Regions from separate parts of the Mus musculus genome. Here region 2 is linked to region 1. Evidence: chromatin contacts called from public promoter capture Hi-C data. All regions are on one chromosome and are shown on one strand. Each heading gives the region's core, a stretch centred on a gene start, on an enhancer-like site or on the middle of the called end of the contact. The rest is flanking DNA. Distances are from core to core; before and after follow the strand shown.

Region 1 (5,758 bases), core at 1,186-3,685:
ATGCAACAATAAACACTGAGCAATCTAGAACACAGAAGTGGGCAGGACATGAGAGACAAAAGAGGCACAAAATAGGAGAGGCAGACACAGGGAGACCAAGGGGCGACTTTGGTTTGGTTTGGTTTGGTTTGGTTTCCATGTTTTAGCTGGCTGTCCCACCCTTTAACACCCCTCCCTGAACTCTGAGGGTGGAGGGAATCCATGGCCAGGGCCAAGTTTCCAAAGTGGGACTATGTAACCCCTAATGCTCCTCCAGGTAAAGTATGGAAACCTAGAGGAGACAATTTGTGTAAATACAGCAGTCCCAGAGCCTGTCCTCCTGAGATGACCACCCACCCAAAGGACTTCTCTCCATGATGAACATCAATCACAGGCTGGGCTGGCCTTTGGCATCTCTGGGTTTTTCCCCCCCTCTCCTTTGGTACAAGAACCTTCTAGAACAAATCCGCATCTTTCTAGACAGATTTACCATCTCAGTAAACTGCTTTACATTGATATCTGATCCTGGGGATACCAGTTGTGTTCTGGTTTAGCACTTCATGAGAAATCTACAACCTCTTTTAATCAAACAGATCATGAAGAAGTGATTTTAAGTGGTTTGTTTGTCATGTGTGAACACGGAACATTAAAACTCACAATATCTTCTCCACTCCTTTGTGCTTTTGATCTAGGAGTTAACCCTACCTCTTGTTGAAATCCATTAGCAGAGATGTAACCAAGGAAACATTGAAATTACAGTTGATTGAGTCCACAAAAGGTAGGCAATCTAACTGCATGACAGATGTTTCAGTGAAAATCAGTGGCCAGAATGCCTAATGTGATGATACCTTTTATAAAACCTGCCTAAATCTCTTTATGTTGCTGGGAGAGGGAGAGATCTTATGTGCAAAGAAAAAACAAGGTCATACGGGATTAAGGTTCAAATCAGCACAAGACTCCGTGGCTCGTATTTTGCTGAGACACATACGCAAGTGCTCTATGCTATGAGTACTTACCTCAGTGCCAGATTTTGCCAGCAAATGATCAAAGAAGGCATCCAGCTCTGTCTCTCTTATGTAACCTTTTTCTAGTGCAAGAAAATAAGCATAAATAATAGTCACTAATATAGAATAAATGGGACAATACTTGTCTAAAAGTATATTACAGGTGTGAGGTTTGAAGCAGTGTCACATAGAGCCCAGGCTAGCCCCAAACTTGCTATGTATCTGAGGAAGACTTTGAACTCCTGATCCTCCTGCCTCTACCTCCCAATTGCTAGGATCACAGGCATGTGCCACCATGCCTTGCTATTTAGATTTGGGTTTGGTCTCAGTTTTATATTTCCTATTCTTAAAAGGTTTGTATTTTATTTTAATTATGTAAATGTGAGCATGTCTAGGGGTTGAGAGTGTGGTGCAAGTCAGTGTAGGTGCCCTTAGAAGCTAGCATCAGATTTTCCGGAGTTGAGTTCAGGTGGTTGGGAGCCACCTAACATATGCGCTGGGGCCAAACCTGAGTCTTCTGTAAGTGCAGTATATAATGTTAATGGCTGAGCCATCTCTGTAACCTTCACACTTTATTGTTATTATTGTTGTTGTTGTTACTTCAGTATCTATCTACTAATATCTTGAGAGGGGTAAATACTAAGTCCTAGCTTTTGTATGTAAGCATGCCTTTCAGGCAGTGTGTGTGTGTGTGTGTGTGTGTGTGTGTGTGTGTGTATGTGTGTGTGTGTGTAATTATCAATGGACAAGGCCAAATGGTAAACAGATGTGTTTTATGTTCAAGCACGTGGTTTGAAGTAGAGGGACATAAATCTGCACGTTGCTGAAACTCATCCTCCTTTGTAGAGAATGGAGACTGGGTAACGTGACAGTCACTAATGAAAAACTGTCACATTTACAAAGCACCACAGATTGCTGAGTTTCAGCCCAACAGCCTGGAATACATATGCAATGATGTTTGTTAATATATTAACTGCACGTCACTCACACAGCCACAGGTTGGGAAGCAGGAAAGTGCTCAGTCCACTCAGAATTTTTCAGACACTTTCTTGATATGTAAAATCAGCGTATGCTGAGGGTACTTTCTCCGGCACTCAGTAGTCAACTTTTCTTATAGAGAAAGGCGCTTAGGAGAAATTCCAGTTCCCTCTGTGTCTACGCTAGGCGCTCAACTGACCAAAGCTACTCACCTTCCTTGTCGAAGCGCTGCCAGATCTGCCAGAAGCAGGCAGCATCCAGCCGAGCTGGAGTTTTTCTGCGTGCGTTGTCCATGGTGCTGATGTGGGTAAACTCGCCTAGCAGTATTTCCCGACTCTTCGGTCCACTTCCTCCCTCTCTAGCTAGGTACCAGTGGGCAAGGCAAGCTCGAGGGCGTCCGGGCTCGTTGGTGTCGCTGAGCAGTCTTCAGTCTAGATGTCAGGCTCCAGGAGGCAACCCGCAGGCGTCCTCCTGCCCCGCCCCGCACGCCCGGCAGATCTCAGCGGGGCTCCTGCCTGTTAGCTGTAGGGGGAAGGGATGGGGTGAGGAGGGTGATGGGGATCAGACAGAAAGAAACTGGGAACTGTCTCTCCTGTTCACGGCTCACTGCCTTTCCGTTTAAGTTGTTTGTCAAACTCACGAAAACATTCTCTTCAGGTTGACTCACCTTTCAAACTAATGTCTCAAGGGGTTTCCTGGAACGGGCTGTCTATGTTTAGGGTTGAAAAAGTGTCAGTGCTGGCACCTTACGGATTGGATAAGACAGGACACATACTGTGGTGCGGAGGGAAGAAGAGAGATGAAGGTGTTCAGAAGTGGCCTCTGGAGCCAAACGAGGCATCAGAAAACACACCCGTTGCTGAACTGTAGTGTACTGTAGGGACCTGCTACTGCAGTCACTGTGGCTTGAAGTGGTGCCATTAAGATGCTGCAGGGAGCCAGGCATGGGTGGCACACACCTGTAGCTCCTGAACTACAGAGTCTGGAATAGGACTGCTGTGATACACAGTGAGTTGCAGGGCAGCCTGAGCTACAAAGTGATATCCTGTCTCCAAAACAAAACCAAACAAAACATCCACAAAGAGAAGCAAAACGCTGAAGCACAAATAAACCTAGCCACACTGTATCAAGAAAGGGGTCTACCCAACACATGCTATCTATGGAAGAGTTTTCAGATGTTTGTAACTGACTCCTTAGAGACACTTTAAGACAAATTGGCAGCCACCATTTAAAGGAACACGTTTTCTTTTTTTTCTTTTCTTTTCTTTCTTTCTTTTCTTTTTTTTTTTTTTTTTTTTTTTGAGCACGTTTTCTAATGATTAAAACTGAAAACTGTTGACCAGTTGACTTCTGAGAGAATAAAGAGACTAACCTGGTGACTTTGGACTTCAAACATCTTGCTAAGGAATCAGTAGAAGGAGTTAGGCAAAAATTGAGCTAGATGTGGTGACTCAAGCTTGCAACCTCCAATACTCAAGAGGCTGGGGGATTACTATGTGTCACAGCTCGCCTGTGCCGCCATGTGAAACTCAACAGAGAGATGGGGAGAATGAGCTGGAGTAAGAACACCCTTCCTTTGTGGTCTGCTGCTAGCATTCAATTTATTCGTAAGGAGCAACAGAGGTAAGCTATTTAAATGACAGTAGTAGAGCGCATGAGACTCAGTAGTTCCAGCTCAGGATCCTGGCTGAACCAAGTGGTAACTCTGTGATGGGTCACTATTCTAGGTCTCTACGTCTCAGCTTTCATATTTTATAACGAAGAGTACAATGTCTGCCTTGGAGGGCTGCTGAGAGGGTCAGAGAAACGCGTGGAAGTCCCCAGTGAATCAGGCTGCCTTTGTGTTGTTGCCTTATGACGGAATGACTGTGTTCTTTAAAAAGGATTTATAAAACGGAAGAAAAGTTTGAAAAATTGATAGCCAAGAGCAGCCTGGTGTGACATGATGTTACGTGTGATGTTTAAATTTCTAAATAAATATGAATTGTATATGATAATATTTAATATAGTTTAGAAGAAGATAAGCTTTGAGTTCAAAATGCAGCTTTGCAACTAACTAGCTGTGTGATGCTAGGCAGGTTATTTAGAAGTGTATTGTTTGTTTTTTGTTTTTTGGGCTTTAGCTGTATGAGAGTAATAGCACTTGCCTTTTGGGGCTTGTTAAAATGGTTACATAAATGAGGCTACAAACTCTTAGCACAGTATACAGTAAACAGTACAAACTATATACTAAAATGATTGATCTTCCATAGAAACTTATTGGTAAACTTTAGGAGTTTTGAAGCATATTGTTTAGGTTAAGGGACGAAAACTATAACCATCACTCACAGAGAAAGTGCAAGATCCACAAATTGGAGAAGTGCTTAGAGGCAGGAAAAGGGTCCAGGATTTATAGGGATCATAGGTGTCCATTATTTGGTTTCAGACCCTGGGACAACGGACTGAGGCGCATACTTTTCCTATCAAAAGCAGACCTGGCCTCCTGGATCTCCCAACATTCCTCAGTCCCTACCTGGCATACCCTGTCCCCAACCCTGCACTTTACAGCCCACGCTCTGTGCTGCCCTTCCCCCAGAGGCTTCTCCCTGTATAACCCAGACACTTTGTGGCGCCCCTCCCTCTCTTTTCCTCCCCTCCTCCCAACCTTCTCCATCTTCCTCCCTCTCTTCCTCTCCCTTTCCCTCTCTCCCTCTCTTCCTCTCTCTTCTTTTCCTTCTCTTCCCTCTGCATTTGCAAGGCCTTCCCCTCCCCCCAAGATGACTTCCCTATATCTCCTTCCTTGGGGACAGTGAACTGGTCCTCTCAAGAACAGCTTCCCAATAAATCTGCCTTTAATATATTCTAATCTAGCTTGAACTGGCTCATTTCACCAGCGGAGAAATAACCTATCAGCCTTGGGAAATTATGGCACAGGATTCCAAACATCATGAAGAAACATTAACCTATGTGAAAGCAGCAGGTTGGTGACTGATCTGGTCTGGCTTTCTGATGAGTAATGGAGGGAAAAAAAACCTCATAAGGTTAATATCAAAATGTAATTTGCAAAAGTGTACATACAGTTGGATCCAATACTATGAGACAGCAGAAGCACCTTTGTACAAAGCAAAACTAGAAGATAAAACAGTAATGAACTATGTGAGTCGAACTTTTGCAAACTCAGGTCCCTGGGCTGGCAGCCAGTGCCTTTTCTTACTGAGCCATCTTGCCAGCTCCGTGTGAGATCTTCTTTTTAATGCAAAAATCTATCACCGCCCTAGGAAGGTTCTGTTTGAGTACCCACCACTCCTTGTGTAGAGTTCTTTTCTGAGAACATCATCCAAATTCCGGACAGAAGAAAGAACAATTACAGGGAGGTCGAAACATAGTGAAGCAGCGGAGCCGAGGCTGCTGGATAAGGCTTCCCTGGCTTATCATCTGCTCGGAGACCTTACGGTAAAGCCAAGGCTCAAGAGCAGCAGGTGTTAGCATTGCTTTTAGGCTCCGCCCCACAGTTACCTGGCTCAGTGTAAGAGGCCCCTCAGGGGGAAGGGAAGCCTCAGCAGGGGCCTGCCTAGGCACCCCCTTCCACCTCACCATACAGCGCCTCTGTCAAACATATCCTGGCTCTCTTCTTTTTTTCTTTTTATAAAATTCAACAGCAGGGATCAACGGGAGTAGCATGTTGTCCCTGACTGGTTCATCTCCTCCCACGGAGACTCCAGATGAGATGGTTAAGAGCTTAAACTCTAAGCCGCATTTTCAAATCTCCGCTGGGGATTGTAGTTCCACCACTGACCACACTTTTATCACTAGTTTTG
Region 2 (5,758 bases), core at 1,441-3,940, 260 kb after region 1:
GGAAGCAGGAAGACCGTGACATAGGTGATGGATGAATTCAAGGAAACCATGTCCTCACAAACCAGCCGAGCCGCTGCCCACAGGAGCTCAGCGATTGTGACAGCTATAGGGGATTGACAGTCCCTAAGAGAGGGCAAGTCAGTTTTCTATGAGGGCAGCATCTTGGCGAGTGGGGTGCACGCCAGGGAAGCCCACACCTCTGAGAAGATACAGGCAGCACAAACTGGGCTTGACTGGTGGGAAAGCGGGACAAGGTCTACACAAAGTAGGGTGGGGAAAGGAAGCAGGGGTGGGTCTGGAAAGATCACGGAGAAAGTACGTAGGATCAAAACACACTGTAGAAAACTCCCAAAGGAATAATGAAAAACCAAGATGTTTTAAAAATAGTTTTAAGATTCTATCTTTTTAATTAAAAAATAAATAAAAAAGACCCTATTGCTTAAGACACCTGACACAAGGCTTGGAGAACGGAGGTGGGACTGACCTGGAAGTCTCCTCCTAGACTAGCTCTCAAGGGATTATTGGAAGGTGCTAAGCAAGCTGCCAAGAGAGGAGCAATCCTATGAACTGTGACAACGGAATGGCTGACCCAGGGAGATATCACGATGGTGAGACAGTGGTGCTGTCAGCTTAAGGCCCACTCCACAATAGGGGGTCCATGCTTGGTAGTGTAAACCAAGCTAGCCACCCGTGGATGGAGAGACCACGGCTCCTAAAGGGGAGCCTCTTACTGCCTTCTTCCTAAACCGATATAATCTCCAATTGTGATCTAATGCTTACCCTGATGCCCACCGATAAACATCACTCTCCCCCCTCATCAAAGAACCTTCTTTTTGCAAGGGATGGAGACCAGTACAGGATCCATAGCTGGTCAAAATGAATGCAGAGGGAAAGAACGTGATCATGGAGTGCCCAACCCTAACTGCAATACAACTCCTACCCTTAGGCTCCGTGGAATGTGTGGATGAGGGAACAAAAGATTGTTAAAGCCTGAACACTGTGGCATCTGCTACTAGCTAGAGACTATGTCCTCTAGACAGGGCAGGAAACACACCCATAGGATCTCAGCAATATGGTTGTACAGTGAGAATACCAACTGACAGTCAGAGGAACAGGAGAAATTCCACAAGGTCTCGCCCACAGGCAAGAGCTACAGGTGACCAATGTCTCCTCAGAGAAGGGCAATCACTTTTACCTCCCTCAGAGATTATGTATGCAGTCTCAAGTGTTCAGCCCTGCATACATGTACATAGGAGCAATACTAAATGGATTGTGAAGGTTATATATACATGTACACACAAGCAATACTAAATGGACTCGGAAGGTGTGTGTGCAATATTCATAATAAAAACGAGCATGAAGTTGGGAGGGAATAAGGGAGACGAAGGAGGAATTGGAAAGGCAAGAAGTATTTCACGGCATTGCTCACATGTCAAGCTAGTTATTCATTTATTTAGCCTTTAAAAGTGTCAAAGCATTCTAAACTCATAAGTGATCTGGGGCATTTATCTACAGAGTATAACCGAAACCGCAGCCAGGCCTTGGGAGGGGCAGTAGTAGTGGTTTGTTTGGGTTCGCTCTTTAAGGCAGGGTTTCAAGATGTGGGTGACCTTGAACTTTTGATCTTTCTGCCTCCACCTCCCACGTGCTGTGATCACAGGCGTGTGCCACTAGAGTGGGCTCGTTTTCCTTTTTGTTTTTTGTGCCAGTGGGCATTTGAGTCTATGAAGCTGAAGGTACAGGATGTGGAAAGATGGGGGATGGGATACTAGTCAGCCCTGCCACAATGAGTTCAAGGCCAACCTGGGCTACTTTAGACTCAGTCTCAAAAAGCTAAAGCAATAATAAGAGAAGCATCCTGAGCAGGAAACAAACGATGAGGACCCTGTCCTGTGGACAGGAGCCAGGATTCCTGTTTACCCTGCTAGGGAGATAACCCTGGGCAGGGCGAGCACAGAAGGGAAGGGCCAAAGGACCAGAGAGAGGCCTTTTCCTCTTTCTGGGTTGTCTAAGTTAGTGTTAATATTGTTGTGATAAAATTCTATGACCAAAAGCAACTTGGAAAGAGATATATTTATTTGGCTTCACTGTTAATCACTGAAGAAAGTCAGGACAGAAACTCAAAACTTGGAGGCAGGAGCTGATGCAGAGGCCATGGAGGGGTGCTGCTTACTGGCTTGCTCCTCAATGCTTGCTCAGCCTGCTTTCCTATAGAACCCAGGACCACCAGCCCAAGATGGCACTACACACAATGGCCTGGGCCCTACCCCATCAGGTGCTAATTAAGAAAATGGCTTACAGGCTTGGCTGCAGCCTGATCTTAGGGAGACATTTTCTCAACTGAGACTCCCTTCTCTCTGATGACTCTAGCTTGGATCAAGTTGACATAACACTAGCCAACACACGGGTATAAGTGGCCATCTGCCTTCATGCAATGGCTGTTGGTTGGGTTTCTCTCAACCGTCCCCACATTCCTGAACACAGTCTTGCTCATGAAGCAGGAAGAAATTCCATTCTGTTTGGTTTATATTCCCAGCTAAAATTACAGGAGACCCTAGAGCTTCTGAGTGTCTCCCTACTGGAGAGGGAGGACTCCAAACTGAAGAGGGAGGACTCCAACTGAAGAGGGAGGAAGGATTCACAAGGTCCAGGCCTCAAGCAGCTAGAGAAGCTGGCTCAGTTCCCTAAAGACCCACACAATGGCCCTTGCAGCTCAGAAGGGAAAACATTGCCTTCCCTCCCACTCACTGGCTCTCTCTGATCCCTAGATTTTTCTGTCTTCTTTTTTTTTCTTTTCTTTTTTTTTTTTTTTAACTGAGTCATGCAAAGGAAATTTCAAGCAGAGGCAGGGCAGAGGTGGGACACTACAGAGCCGGGCCAGCAGTCTCCTCAAGCAACGCAAACCTTATGGCCTTGCAATGTGGCCCACATGCCTTCTCAGTGAAAAAAAAGAAATAAGCCACTTGAAGGGGCAGGATGGGCAATCCTAAGATCACCCCTAGGCGGGGTGACAGAATTGCAAATAAAGAACCTGTTAGGTCTCCAAAGAAAGGTAGGGTGGCACATAATCTCAACCATTTGGGGGAGCGTAGGCAGGAGGATTATAGCAAATGTGAGCCCCAAACCATCCCGAACTACAGAGTGAAGCACCCTATCCTAAAAAAGAAAAAGAAAAACAGAGTTTCCTTCCATAATATGAATTTTTCCAACCAAGTGCTCTCGATTTTAGAGACTTGCCACACATGTGAATAAAAACAAACCAAACTGGGAATGAACAGTCAAGTTCCTGGTTTATCGTGGGTGGGTGTGAGCCCTCAGGAAGTCTTGCTCGTTCACATTTACAGAACTCAGCCTGCCTGCATAATGGATGGATTATGTTTGCAATGCTGGCCCTTTTCCTAATGGAGAAAAGGGAAGAAGAGGGAAGGGAAGACAGCCCAACACTCACAAACACCCTCAGCATCTGGACCTCCGAACAACTCCTGGGCTGTGTCTTGGGGGGGGCACACAATCTTGGACTAACACTAAGCAGAATTTCAGTAGGATCATTACAAGTAGGGGGGCCCACTCTCTGCTAAGGACACTGCAGAAAGCCCCAGAGGTCTGGCCACAGAGCTCAGAGGTGCAGATGGCACAGAACAAAGAAGAAACTTGACCCTCACTGTGACAAAATACCTTATTCTAAAAGTATTTGAGCCAGATTTGGTGGCATACATCTATAATTCCAAGCACTCAGGAGGCTGAGGCAGGAGGATTGCCACAAATATGAAGCCAACCTGAGCTACTTAACAAGACTCTGTCTCAAAACAAAGGAAGAATGTATTCAGTAACTAAAAATCTGATTTGAATGTTTTTGTTTTTTCTTTCCTTTGTGTGATGGACGATCCTGGCAGGAGTGAAGACATTCCAAAAGGACCCTAGTGCTCCTCCCTTTGGGCTATCTCAGTTGGCTATCAAACAATGGACCTCAGAAATTGGAACTTCCCCAGGAATTCTGGGAGTAGGACAAGACTGACACCTGACGCCAGCCACGAAAGAAGCTTGTCTCCCAGGAAGAGATCTCATGGCGTTCTGAGGACTTGTTAGACCACCATGCAGAAGAGCTAAAACAATGTCAGGTCTGTCATGGGAGCAGCCAGGCCGAGACCTGACCGTCTCGCTATGCATACCTCTTGTTCTCTATTTAAACATAAACCATGTATCAGAAGCCCCTGAAGATGAAGGTGGTTGGGAAGGGTCACTGGACCACTTTGTTCTTCCTACAATTCTTCCTCTCTCTTTTCCTTGTTTTGTTTAATTGGCCTATTGAGGGAGGACTGAGGCTAAGCCTAGTATGTAAGTGATGCCAGGCCATAGACTCTGACTCCAATAATTCCAGTGACTTTATTGCCTAGTCAGGGCCTACTAAGACAGAATCAGAGACCAGGATGCAAAGATGAGGGTGGAGGGTAGTATCTTCTGCAATCTTCTAGAATACTGGTTCTCAACCTGTGGGTTGCAACCAACCCCTTTGGGGGGTGGGGGTCAAAATGATATTTTCACAGGGGTCACCTAAGACCATCCTGAATATCAGATATTCTCATTAGGATTCATAACAGTAGAAAATACCATAATAAGTAACAATTAAAATAATTTTATGCTTGGGGACCACTACAACATAAGGAACTGTATTAAGGGGATAACAGAATTAGGAAGGATGAGGATCACTGCTCTGGAGACAGACAGCTTTTCACAACACAACTCTCAGCCCTCTGAGATCACAAGCCCCTTCATCCTTCCCTAACGTATCTTAGAATCACTGAACCATCTTTGGTGGGGCATACTTCATTCCTTGGGTACGGAAGGATTGGGGAGCAAAGTCAGTAGCTAGTAGTTTACTGCTTCACAATATAGCCATAGAACTTTCTGGAAGATAGGAAGGAAGCCCTATTCTCAGGGTGGAAGTGGAGATGGGGCTGAAAGCTATTGCAGGCCTTCGATCAAAACTGTCTTTCTGTTCCATATCACACGGTCTTAGGAACACATGGAGCTTTTACTCCTGGGCTTTTGTGTTTCTAAGGAATTGGCAGCCTTTGCTGAGACCTTTACAATCCATCTTCTTCCAGCCAGACATGGAGAACTAAGCCTGTAATCCTGGCAACCCAGCAGACAAGGAAGGAGGGTGGCTTCAGCCAGGAGTTCCAAACAAGCCTGCAGTATACAGAGAGATCCTATCTTAAAACTCATATACACAAAGGTCACAGACTGTCGTTTTCAAAGGAGCTCCAAATTCCTGACTCATCCATCATCTCTTCTCATCCTGGGCCCCTCTGTCTTCCAGTGGAAGGTTTAAGTTTCAAAGGGCTCATCCAGTGTTCGTCCCCAACAACCCCCAGAACAGCAGTTCGCACACTCTTTGGCTGAGACCCACACGACAGACCACATCTTCCATTATATGCCCAACCTCCTCACACAGCACTGACAGGATTAGATTCCCCCCCACCCCCGCCCCACTCATCCCCACCATCAAACACAAGCACAGCTATTCTCCCATTTTAGCTCACGTCCTGAAAAGGCTGGCCATGGCTGATAGTGGATGTCATGACCTCTTAGTGGATGGTACTTACAGAAAAGCTTTTATATAACTGTGAAGTTTCAGTTGATGGGAATTCTCAGCCCATGTCAGCAGTAGCCTCCTGAGCTCCTAACTGTGGGTGGGCTGTGTTCCCTCTTTCACTCTGTAGCCCCTTGATCTTCTACATTACTCTAGTACAACAGT

What was found. Promoter capture Hi-C pulls out the DNA fragments that hold promoters and counts their contacts.
Region 2: a promoter capture Hi-C map of fetal liver shows a contact between it and region 1, with 4 times the contacts expected there. The contact joins the enhancer-like site here to the promoter of Scgn in region 1. A contact is called at or near these places in 6 of 39 promoter capture datasets (the C10 cell line, cranial neural crest, fetal liver and 1 more), 1 of 484 Hi-C or Micro-C datasets (bone marrow-derived macrophages), 2 of 115 datasets of contacts at active chromatin or transcription factors (both in embryonic stem cells) and 2 of 9 other capture datasets (adipose tissue and macrophages).

The regions. Positions count from the first base shown.
Region 1 is chr13:23,988,779-23,994,536 of GRCm38.p6, forward strand. It overlaps Scgn (secretagogin, EF-hand calcium binding protein), which reads right to left and starts at 2,436. Exons shown (of 11, transcript NM_145399.1): 1 at 2,174-2,436; 2 at 996-1,066. The coding sequence starts at 2,255.
Region 2 is chr13:24,244,826-24,250,583 of GRCm38.p6, forward strand. The region is part of intron 2 of Carmil1 (capping protein regulator and myosin 1 linker 1); the gene reads right to left. Among named protein-coding and RNA genes, the nearest start is that of Carmil1, 33 kb to the right of the region's middle. Within about 2 kb of position 2,691, at least 40 of the 459 cell types and tissues checked have an H3K27ac peak or open chromatin away from gene starts, as enhancers often do.